2 separate regions of the Ovis aries genome follow, and region 1 is linked to region 2. The links are chromatin contacts, called in public Hi-C maps. All regions are on one chromosome and are shown on one strand. Each heading gives the region's core, a stretch centred on a gene start, on an enhancer-like site or on the middle of the called end of the contact. The rest is flanking DNA. Distances are from core to core; before and after follow the strand shown.

Region 1 (2,700 bases), core at 24-2,523, 220 kb after region 2:
TGGGTTACCATTTCCTTCTCCAGGGGATCTTTCCGACCCAGGGATTGAACCCAGGTCTCCCACGTTGAAGGCAGACACTTTACCACCACGGAAATGAGAGGTAGAAGAGGAGGAAGGAGGGAAAATATAACTTTTTATTCCCTGCCCAGTTAAAAACCTTGGCCACTTGGGCTTTTTGAAATGGTTACACAGTGTTCTGAAGATCTTATAAATTCCTCTCTAAGGATAAGCCTCCAGGGAGGCTATGCCCAAGGGAATATTCCTTCTTGAAAAATAGGGCCAGAGCAGAGAGTTAAAACTTCCTCAGAAATGCAAACAATCCTCTTCAGATTAAAGGCCTTTGCAAGAGCCTTCTATTTCGCTTTGCTGGAACTTCAGGTGTTCAAAGACCAGGGGTTGGGTGAGATCTACTTTCAACAGTATATATATAGACAAAAAAGCCTGACATTTCCAATTTCCATCTCAGAAAGGAGATCAGTACCTGGGTGCTGGATGGGAAGAAAGCATAATTTTCTAAGCCTTGAACCTTCTCATTTGTAGTTTTTCTTACACCTGGTTTGTTTCTGTCATGATCGGTTGGGAAAACCATGCCCGCAAAGTAAGCCTGAATGTCTGTGCTCAGCATAGCGAGCAGAGGAGCCTGGGCCTCCTTCAGCCAGGCCTGGGGGCGGAAGGGCTCGAATGGACCAAGAAGTGGGACAGTCACAGAGAGGGGAGGAAAGCCAGCGGTCCCGAAGCCTTTGACAATGACGGGAAAGAGGACGTCCTAATCAGAAGCTGTGATATTTAATTTTACATGTCACTTTGGCTGGGCCACAGTGCCCATATACATGTTAGCCGCTCAGTCACGTCCGACTTGTTGTTGTGACCTCGTGGACCATAGCCCACCAGGCCCCTCTGTCCATGGAATTCTCCAGGCCAGAATACTGGAGTGGGTAGCCTTTCCCTTCTCCAGGGGACCTTCCCAATCCAGGGATCGAACCCAGGTCTCCTGCATTGCAGGCCGATTCTTTACCAGCTGAGTCACCAGGGAAGGCCGTGATTATCCATCTAATTACCTGAGCCCTTAAAAAAGCAAGGACCTTTCTCTGGATGGAGTTAGAGGGAAGGCAGCAGAAAGGGGAGTCAGGGAGATTCGAGTCCCGGGAGGGATTCAGGGCTCCTTTGCTGGTTCTGAGAAGTCAGAGCCTTGTGCCAGGATTCCAGGGAGGCCTCTGGGAGCTAAGGCTGCCCCCAGCTGACAGCCAGCAATAGAGCAGGGGCCCCACTTGCACAACCACCTGGCCAGCAGCCTGAGCGAGCTTGGCCGCAGACTCTCCACTCAGAGCCCTGATCGGGACTGCAGCTTTGCTGATTCCAGCCCGCAGCCTCTGAAAGGGGGCCCAGTGGAGCCGAGCCGCACAGACTGCGGAGCCGCAGAGCTGTGAAATGAGGAAAGGTGTGGTTTCAAGCTACTCAATGTGCGGTGATTTGTCCTGGCAGCAATAAAAACAAACGCAGGGCTTTGCCGAGGTCGGAGCCTTTGGGAAGATCTGCTTTTTCCTCTTCTATCCAAGTTTCTCAGCGGCAAAGCGCCTCTCTGTAGCTCGCCCCGGCCTGCGTGGTTAGTGAGGAAACTTCTGAGCCTACAGCTCGGGGTTTCCGTCTCTCTCGCAGCGGCTTTCTGCCTGCGTGGGCGCCTCCTCGAGCAGCGTGTCGGGAGCTCTGCAGCCTTCATGGTGCACCGGATCATCACCATTTCATCACCCCGTGGGAGCTTGCCCAGCCAGCCTCCAGGGAAGCCGTCAGAAACAGGCAAACACTCATTTCATGAGCCTGCCACCTCCCGCTGCAAAGTAGAGCCAGGCTTCTTTCACACCAAGAGCAAAGCATCAAGTCAAACGTTTCTGAGACTCACACCAAGAGCAAAGCATCAAGTCAAACATTTCTGAGACAGACCTGTCAAGCAGGTGAGTCAGCTCTCTGAAGACTGCCTCCTGCTTAGCCAAGGGCAACCGTCTTCTGCAGAAATAGGGCTGGAACAAAGAGCTCTGCTGCTTTCATCCTGGATTTCCTGTGAATGGTTGGCTTCCACCGGCGGAGCCTAGAGCCGACGATGCCAATGGCAGGGATTAGCTCTGCAGGCAGGCCAGTGTGGTCCATGGAGAGACGCCATCAAATCCAAAATGCCTTAACCGAGGGCTGGGGACCAAGAAAAAGAGTCAGATCCTGCCCACAGATATTCACAGTGGAGTGGGGAGATGAGCCCGAGAGGAAGGAAGGATGAACCAGTGCTACAGGAAGGTGTGGGAGATTCCCCTGTGCAGAGACGGGGTGTTTCTCTGCCGCACATCCCAGGAGGCTTCACGGGAGAGACAACATCTGAGCCCGACCTTGGCATCAGGGGCTTCCTGGTGGCTCAGCTGGTAAAGAATCCGCCTGCAATGCGGGAGACCTGGGTTCGATCCCTGGGTTGGGAAGATCCCCTGGAGAAGGGATAGGCTACCCACTCCAGTATTCTCGCCTGGAGAATTCCATGGACTGTATAGTCCAGGGGGTCACAAAGAACCAGACACGACTGAGCGACATTCACTCTCACTTTTGGACATCGTTATGTCTATATTCAGACTTGGCTCACCCAAAAGGCGTTTGAGTCCTGTGTGCTATGCCTCGTCCGTGTCCTGTCCTTGGTGGAGAGGCAGGGATATGTCCTCCCTGATG
Region 2 (2,700 bases), core at 53-2,552:
AGTACAGGAATAAAAAGCGTGTGGTGAAAGGCCCCGCCGCCAGCCTGGGACCCATCACCACCCCAGTCGTGGAGTCTGGTTTCCAGGTCTCCTCGGGGACAGGCTCCACACACAGCAGCAAATGCCACACGAGCGCCGCCTTCCCATCTGCCACGGACAGACCCGCAGTGACGCACGAGCCCCAGCGCCCTGCCTCGCTCGCCCGCACCCGACGGCATCTCAGGCGCCGGCGTCCATCCTCAGCTCAGCCTCCCTGCGCTTTTCCGAGGCTGCTCAGCAGTCCCCTGAACGGATGGTCTGTAGTGCTTTTCACCAGCGACCCTCGGATGTTACCACTGAAGCCGCAGCGCATACCCGGGGCTGTGCTGTGCCTTCCAATGTGCCGGTGAACCTGCAGGGTCAGCTGCTGACGCACTCAGAAGCCGAGTATTTCTAACGGGAGAGCGTTTGACCAGCGGTCACTAGCGAGGGGGCACTGCTGGGGTCTTACCGAGGAAGCCGTCAGGTACCCTTCTGCTTTAACCTTCAGCCTATCCTGCACTTGTTACAGTGCAGTGTTAAGGGGTGTGAGTGCTGGGGACGAGCTGACGGAAGGGAGGCGAGTGGACGGCGCGGGCGCCACACCGCCCAGAGGGGCGGACGCCCGCGGCTCACCCGTGCAGGGGGCACAGCAGCCAGGCTGTCAGGACCCGAGCTGTTAACTGGCGCAGGGCCGGCCTGCCCACCCCACCCTGCTCCTCACGTCTCCAAGGGCCCCCCGGAGACCCCCGTCCACAGAGGCGGGACTTTCAGGCTACAGGTCCACCAGCCTGGACACGCGAGCTTGGCAGCAAGCTCTGCGCCTCTGAGGCGGCAGGTCCCACGGAGCTCTCCGTGGTTCTGCATGTTCAGACGTGGACTCCTGCTGGCTCGTGTGACCAGCCCTGCTGAACTGGCCTTCACCTCCCTGTTGACACCGTGCTGGCTCTCGGCGGACATCACGGGCCCTGCAATCTTGCCAGGGGCTTGAGCGCCCTCCACCCCAGGGACCCTCTGCTGCCCACCCCAGGGCCCTCGTGGCTGGGCCCTCTTTGGGTGGAGAAGTGCTCACAGCAGGGCTGACCTTGGGCGCACAGGCGCCAGCCCGGGGCCACCTCCCTCTTGACATCTGTGCCCGGCCCGTGCTCCCCTGGGGCCTCTGGACTCGCTCTTCCCTCTGCCTGGAACGTTCTGGGCCTGGAGTTCTGACAGCTGCTTTCTTCTGCTTATCTCAACAGCAGCTGCACCGCCGCCTCCTCTTGGACCCACGTCCATGGCCCCTCCTGGCACCATCCATGTGCCGGCCCATTCTGGTGTTTTCAGTCCTCACCCCAGCTCTGTCTCATCTGACTCTTACTAACAAATCGTGGCTGGATGCCGCCAAGCTCCTAAGGGCAGGGTCCCCTCTATCGAGCCCACTGATGCGCCCCCAGTGCTCAGAACACGTGGTCACCGCTGACCGAACAAACAAGCGGAGGGAACCCTGACACCTCAGCCCAGCCCCCTCCGCTCCGAGGGGAGGGTCTGAGGGCCACCCGGCATCAGGACAAGCGGGGACCGGAAAGCCGCACCGCAGAGCAGAAGCCGAGGCTCAGGACTCAGTGAAGAGGCAGACGCCGAGACCCGGGCAAAGCTGCTCCCACGGCATAGACCGTGCGACACGCGGCCTGCCTCAGACCTGAGCCCCGACTGACGGAGATGCAGGAGCCAACAGCTCCTGGGGGGGGCGGGTGCCGAGACCACCAGCCGCTTTCCTAGGAGGCACTGGCGTGAAGTCCAGCCAGGAAAACCCACGCTTTAGTGTTGCCCCTGAAAAAAGTTTTATTTTAAAACATCCTAAGAGCAAAAGAGATACCCTCAAACAGGTACTGTTGACCTGTTAAAATTCACTGCTTCAGAAAGTGTATTTCTAAAATGAAATGTGCTCCAACCATAAGAGAATCGGTCTCTGGATTTCCTCACTGGCCCATGAGACCCAGAAAACGGAACAAAACCCACCACACGACCGGTTTAGACAGCGGACTTCGGGCAGCGAGGACCGAGGTGGACACAGTGAGCCCGCCGACTCACCAGCCATCTGCCTGGAGGCTGCGTCCATGCTACGGGCAAAGGCTGACCCGGTGCGCAGACGGGAGGCGAGGCGGCCCAGACGGCCGGAAGAAGAAGAGGGCCTGAAGAGGAGGGCCTGGGCGTCCTGGACAGTCGCGGCCATCCCTCTGTGATCTAAAGCCAGAGAGCCGGCAACAGAGTCGACAGAAGCCTCAGCCCTCCTTTACCGAGTCTGACTTTTCAAAGCACTGTTAGCTACACTCTCACTGAACCCAGTCCTATTCAACAATGTAAAAGCCTATCATTTTATTCCGATCACGTAATCTGCATGCTCAGTTCATTGAGAGAAAACTTTTCCAGCGGACATGAACTAAAGGTAGACAGGCTGTGAGCCTTCTCACCGCTGGCTTCCACAACACGCGCAAGGAGCCCTTTATCAACCACTGTACACGGCTCTCCTCCAGCGCCTCCCCTCACAGTCCCGGCCCACTGGGCTCTCCGGATTTACGGTTCACAGGCTGGCTCTGGGCGGTCTTCACGGGGGACACTGACGCACAGCAGGTGCTGCTCGAAGGCTTGCTGCAACGTGACTGGTCCATCAGGAACAATCTGAGCACCTGTGAACCCAACGCC

Evidence for each region. Hi-C and Micro-C count contacts between places; a contact is called where the count stands out from the background.
Region 1: a Hi-C map of hypothalamus shows a contact between it and region 2, with 1.7 times the contacts expected there. The contact joins two enhancer-like sites. A contact is called at or near these places in 3 of 16 Hi-C or Micro-C datasets (hypothalamus, muscle and tail adipose tissue).

Annotation. Positions count from the first base shown.
Region 1 is chr20:48,951,573-48,954,272 of ARS-UI_Ramb_v3.0, forward strand. The region is part of intron 3 of LOC105603900 (a long non-coding RNA gene); the gene reads left to right. Among named protein-coding and RNA genes, the nearest start is that of CDYL, 130 kb to the left of the region's middle. Within about 2 kb of position 1,274, at least 14 of the 54 cell types and tissues checked have an H3K27ac peak or open chromatin away from gene starts, as enhancers often do. A contact at or near this core is called in hypothalamus, where this site is marked.
Region 2 is chr20:48,736,104-48,738,803 of ARS-UI_Ramb_v3.0, forward strand. The region is part of intron 2 of CDYL (chromodomain Y like); the gene reads right to left. Among named protein-coding and RNA genes, the nearest start is that of RPP40, 50 kb to the left of the region's middle. Within about 2 kb of position 1,303, at least 8 of the 54 cell types and tissues checked have an H3K27ac peak or open chromatin away from gene starts, as enhancers often do. A contact at or near this core is called in hypothalamus, where this site is marked.